Linked DNA regions of Rattus norvegicus: region 1 is linked to region 2. The links are chromatin contacts, called in public HiChIP or PLAC-seq maps. All regions are on one chromosome and are shown on one strand. The core of a region is the stretch at or near the end of the contact, and the rest is flanking DNA. Distances in the headings are between cores, read along the strand shown. Region 1 overlaps Zeb1 (zinc finger E-box binding homeobox 1). Region 2 has its middle 190 kb from the start of Arhgap12.

What was found. HiChIP or PLAC-seq counts read pairs in DNA pulled down with a chosen protein or histone mark.
Region 1: an H3K27ac HiChIP or PLAC-seq map of oligodendrocytes shows a contact between it and region 2, with 6 times the contacts expected there. The contact joins two enhancer-like sites. A contact is called at or near these places in 1 of 12 Hi-C or Micro-C datasets (psoas muscle) and 1 of 1 datasets of contacts at active chromatin or transcription factors (oligodendrocytes).

What each region holds. Positions count from the first base shown.
Region 1 is chr17:56,782,754-56,785,680 of GRCr8, forward strand. All of the region lies in intron 1 of Zeb1 (zinc finger E-box binding homeobox 1), which reads right to left. It overlaps LOC120097729 (a long non-coding RNA gene), which reads left to right. Exons shown (of 2, transcript XR_010059214.1): 2 at 1-2,927. Among named protein-coding and RNA genes, the nearest start is that of Zeb1, 26 kb to the right of the region's middle. Within about 2 kb of position 1,413, at least 26 of the 93 cell types and tissues checked have an H3K27ac peak or open chromatin away from gene starts, as enhancers often do.
Region 2 is chr17:56,470,161-56,473,185 of GRCr8, forward strand. No RefSeq gene overlaps it. Among named protein-coding and RNA genes, the nearest start is that of Arhgap12, 190 kb to the left of the region's middle. Within about 2 kb of position 1,596, at least 54 of the 93 cell types and tissues checked have an H3K27ac peak or open chromatin away from gene starts, as enhancers often do.

The sequences.
Region 1 (2,927 bases), core at 163-2,662, 310 kb after region 2:
GAGGACACACTGTGTGGCCTTTCCCAGTGTCCATGCTAGAACATAAAGGGCTGAAGAAGACAGACAGACAGACAGACGGATAGGCGGAGCCAGCCCTCAAAGGCAGAATAGTAAATGAGTACTGTTTGCAGCCAATAAACTTCCAGGCTGTTTTCTATAGCAATACTAACTGAAAGAAACACTCCTTAAAAATCTATCTCAAAATTGTCACCACCAGAATCTGATGTCCAGTAAAGCTTCAGAACATTTGGCCTCAGTGACTACTGAAACAGAAATGGAAAACCACAGTAGAGCCTAACTTTTCAGAGCTGCTGACGGTTCCATTTGGGTTAAGTTGAAAATCAAAACATGACTCAGTATTTAAGTCAAAATGTGTCACAAAATTACTATTCCTTCTAAGTTACTGTTCGAGAAGTCACTAAGTCCTGAACAGTAAGGGCAGCAGTTACTGCAGAATGGGCAAATGGACAACAGGCTGGTTTTCCTTCTGACAACATAGCACTTAGGTTATTAGCTTTGTATTCTGCAGACTCTGCGTCCTGTAGTCCATGTCATATGAAGAAATACATATAACAGAGCATGAAACACTGAATTCTACCCAACTGAGCCATTTTATAGCACTTACAGCCCAAGGACAAACATGCTGATGAAGCACTGTGTCCTGATGACCAGCAGAACTCCTGCTCACAGATATTTGTCCTTGTGAGGGGTCTAGACTACAACCCAATGCCTTTAAGTGTCTGTTAATAAACCCCAGTGTCTTACTATACCGTGAAATGTGTTTAATCCACATAAATTCCCCTTTTACAGCAGCTCTGGCTATCACAGTCTTCCCACCAGATCTAAGGTGAGGTTTACTGATGAAGGGCAAACACCACCTCCAGCCGTGTCGCAATCAGCAAACTCCCATGTGCAAGGCAAGGGCCCTGCGCTACCAAGCCACTGAGAGTCCCTGTCTGCACGGCAGAACTCCTACTTTGTATTTAATAAAAGGTAGGAAGAGCTAGAATTCCATATAAATATCACAAATCTTCAAGTTTCTTACAGATTAAGACTTTAAAAATTAAAGAGAATGTAAAAATCTCATGTTGTACCAGATATTTTATTTAATGTAGTAAAAGTTTCTGAAAAAAGGAGAATTTCAGTGATTAACTCAACTTTAAAACAATTTTTAAAATAGGCACTGAGAGGCGTTTCAGGAGTAAAACCGTACTTGGCTAGCAGTGTAGAGCACCTATCGTGAGACTCTGTGATTCTCTAGATCTCAGCTAGGCTAGCGTGTTTCTCAGTTGCTACCACAGAATACACATTGAAGACATTCTTCACTCTCGGACGTGACCCCCAGGCTCAGCTAAGCTGTGGCTGAAATGGTGCCCAAGCCCTTCCATGCTCACACAGAGCAGCTCTTGGGCTGTAAAGGGGCCTTTGAAAGACACGGAGTGAACATAATGAGGAGAAAGGACTGGTGAAGAGAAAGGGCCGCTTCTTGTGCGCTATGAATTATTTATTCCATCAAGCCATGGACTCACTATTTCTAACTAACCCTCTATCAGGGCGCTCTCAATAGTGAACCCCAAGAATGAAAAGTTGCAAGATTACCACTCCTTAGCCAATCTGTAATGTCTTCCCTGCTTAGGAATTAATCACATAGTAGATTGTATTATATCTAAAATTTATATCTCTAATTACAAATTTTGTAAAGCAGACTAATTTTTAAGTGACCCAAAATCAGCAAGTAGCTTTCCTGATAGCCTTCAGGCATTAGCAAACCACTCCTCTGTCCTTCATTTGGGAAGCTGGGTGTAGACGTGCTTATGCACCAACCCTCTCAGCTGTCCTGACAAATAACCAAGCACCTGAAGACATAGCCTCTCTGCTGCAGGGTGATACTGAGATCTAGCTCACGGAAGACTCTGGAAAGGGAGTCCTGGCTCTTGATCAGCAGAGACAAGCTAGAGTCAGATTTCTCCCACAACCATTAATAACACTTGCTTCTTTAAATTATTAATGGAGATTAAGCCTCCTCTGAATAAGGGCAGAGATAACACTCTGGCTTCTTGAAAGAAAAACAGGCTAGTCCAAACTCCAATAGATGGACAGCCTGGCCCCATCTCCCCACAAAACAATTCACTTTAGAAATATGAACAAGATGCTAACGGCACACAGCTAAGAGTCTTCCCAGGAAGATGTGGAACTGAACGCGTATCTCAGGCAGGAGGTAGGAAACAGGTCTCTAACCTAACACCGTGTGCAAAATTCAACTCAAACTAGATTAAAAACTCAAACATTAGACTGCAAATTATAGACACCTGAGAAGAAAATGGAGGGACATGGCTTTTCATTGGCCTTGGCAATGATTGTTTAGGACATGAGTCCAAACCAGAGATGAGAGAAACTTAACAAATGGCATTATAAACTTAAAATATCTGCACAGCAAGACTGAAGAGACAGCCTATCAGATGGTAGAAAAATATTTGAAAATCATATATCTGATAAGACATTAGTTTCTAAAACATAGACGAAATAAACTGTTCAGCAGAACTGAGAATTCATTTCTTAGAAAAGAACATAGGAGTGGAGAGCTGAGGTTCAATTAGAGCAAAACCTCAGTTCACAAGTAAAGATCTATAACTTCTCTGCCTTCTGGCTAAGATCAAATGCAGTAAGAAGCAAAAGTTACCATGCTGAATAGTTTCTGACAATATAACATAATTTGAATATGGCTAGGAAGACTAGGTTTCTTCAACATAAGAACTAAGAGGTAGCACATTTGTTAGCTTAATTAAGCCATTTCACAATATATTCATAGTAAAATCATGTTGCATAGCATAAATATTTATTTAATTTTTCAGCCTGAAAATAGTCAAAACATTATTTTGTGAACAAGTGAATTTGTATTTGAAGTTTCTCTGTAACTTGAAACCTAC
Region 2 (3,025 bases), core at 346-2,845:
AGTAGCCATCATTCTGTGTGCCTAAGCCAGGGTTAGCTTTTGGGACGCACAGTCTCCATCTGGCCTGAGTCGTCTGCCTTCCCTGGGACCTGCACCACAGCACATGAAACTATGCAATGCACAGAATTCACAGCTGCACTGGGGATCCTTGGCCACCAGTGTGCTGTAAGTGGAGGATGACCCTGGAGAGGTGTATTTAGGGGGAGGCTGCACTTTCGTCGCCTGTAAGACAACCTGATGTCTATGAGTATGACAGGTTTCTCAGTCACCAGGAGTGTGGGAAGGAAGATCAGAGCCAGGAAGTCAGTGGGCAGACAGTGGATGATAAACAGGGGGCAGCGCCAGGCTGCTGGCCATGGAGCAACAAAGCCAGGGTTGTCACTAACGCTATTGTACTCTGTTGGGAACATCTAGACAGGAGCATCTGTGGACTGCTTATGCCAGCAGGACAGTACTTTCTGGAACACATGGGTGCCACTGGTTACTAGGGACAATGTCACCTCTATGTCTGAGCTGGGAGGCCACCTTCAATACTGTCTCTCAATAGGATAGGAAAGGTTGCTTTCCTCTCTTGACAACAGGCAGCAGCGTATGTGGATGTAAACACTGCAAGCTGCCTAAGGGCTGCAGCCTTCTGTCAGTTTATAAGCTGGAGAGGCCAGAACAGTTTGTTTAAGAACGGTTTGTTTAATTTTAAATCTGTGCACTAATCAGAGAGTATAGGCTTCTAATCAAACTTGTAGAAACACCGTTAGAATTAGTGCTCTTGGAATTAGTGCTCACTCCAAACAAATTCCTTCAGTTCACAGGGGCCGGAATTCCAGTGTCCATCAGGCGCTCGAGTGTGTGTGTGTGTGTGTGTGTGTGTGTGTGTGTGTGTGTGCGCGTGTGCGCGCGCGCACTCACGCACGCGCGCACATGTTTTCTCTGGGGCTGCCAATTAGGCTCCAGATTCATGAATTAGTGAGGATTTAGCCCAGGTTCCCTCTGCCTCAGTCCCTCCATTTCCTGAGGCAGCTGCCTGGCCTACAAGGTCTGAGTTCATCAGTCCCGGCACCTGCCAGGGTGTCAGATTAGACCATGGAAGCAAAGAGGTGTCCTATACTGACCTGGCCAGGTCCCAGAGGCTGCCTGGGAGTGGGCTCAGCACATTGGAAAGGGTCTTTGGTGCTCAGTGGGCTTCATAGGGGGAGTAGAGGCCAGGCTGGGACAGCTGCCAGCCGACAGCTTTGTTTGCTTGTGACACTTCTCTTTGCTGAGACGCCAGCTGACAAGGGGGAGGGGAGAGGAGACAGGCATTGAAAGGGGACAGGCTGCAGCCACCTCCAAAGAGTGGGAGCAGTGTGGGGCTTGGCAAAGCTGCCCTTTGTCACCCCACCCCCATCTTCTGCATCCGCCCTTCAGATCTGCTGGCCTGGGAAGCAGATGTCTTACTGGAGATGTCCCATCAGGACACCCCTCCCCCACCCACACTGACCTCCTCTCCTCTCTAAAGCCTAACTGAGAGGCTTGCCAGCTGTTGAGCTCCCTTGGGTGCAGGCCTGGCTGGGCTTTGTGTGTGCCAAATGCCTGCAGTTTGCAGCAAAGGGCTGGAGGAGCAGGGCAGGGTTACCACAGACATCGAAGGGGAGGGACTACTAGACATTGCTAGGTTCAAGGGCAGATGCCTCTTCTGGGTTTGTATTTGGAAGGCTTTGGAAGGTCTCCTGATAGAAACGGCTACAAAACGGGCTTGATGCCAAGTGGATAAGGGGTTTAAATCAAGTTTTGATTTAAACCCAAGATTCCCCATAATTCAGTTATGAGGAAAGAAAAGACGGACTCTGTCTGTGGGCTTTATCCCAGGCACCAAGACTTTCTGATGAAGCCAAGCACATTGGTGCCAGGAGGCATGTCTTAGGCTTCCTGGCAAAGTCTTGCTCTCTAGAGAACCCTGACTTCTGCTGGGAGCCCCAAGAGAAGCAATCGGCTTTGCTAAGTCAGTGGCCAGGACTTCCCTAGGCTTGGACTCAGCTGGAGCTGCCCACTGCCCACAGCCTTTCCTTGGAAGCCATTCAGACACCTTTGTGATGGCGGAGCAGCTGCAGGCTGTGAGGTCACCATGGTGACGGGTGATCGCCTGTACTCTCCACCTGCGTCCTGTTGTGGTTCTGGCAGGCTCTGTGGATGCAGAGGGGCTGCAGGTCAGAGCCTGCTCACCAGCTGTCCTGGAGTTTGAGTGAGCAGCGTAGTGCCCTCTGGCAACACCACCTCTATACAGGCCAAGTAGAGGCACACGGGTTGGAAAGTGCTCGGAGGAGCAGACGAGGGTTGCACATGTAAGTTATTGTTCTTATAGATAAAATCAGATGCATTACTTAGGAGCCAATACAATTCATGATGTTAGAAAGAATGGGACCCTTGAGATGGCCCAGTGGGTAAAGGCACTTACTGCTAATCCGAGGACCTAAATTCAATCCCAGGAACCCACGTGGAAAGAAAATTGAACTGACTTTCATAAATTGTCCTCTGACCTCCACACAGGTGGCAAATTTACAGGCATAGAAACTCATAGAGAATAAAAAAAGGACAGGAGTGGGTTGTCAAAAGAGTGTGGTTCTGTGTATTTCCCAGGCCCTGTGGTTGCTCACCCATCGGGTCTTCCTGGCATTGCATTGAAAGCATTTGTAAGATCATTTAGTTTCGGGCTGGAGAGATGGCTCAGTGGTTAAGAGCACTGACTGCTCTTCCTAGAGGTCCTGAGTTCAAATCTCAGCAACCACATGGTGGCTCACAACCATCTGTAGTGGGATCTGATGCCCTCTTCTGATGTGTCTGAAGACAGCGACAGTGTACTTAGATATAATAAATCAAAAAACTTTATAAAAAAAGAACATTTACTTTCATGTTGGCTGGAGGATGAACGACAACCAGACTTCTTAAAAATCTTATGCTACTTTAAGGCCAGCCAAGTTTTATGCCACCGAACCAAGGCGGCCTCGGCTATCTTACCAAGTGACTTTTAAAACCAATAGCTTTTTTCCTT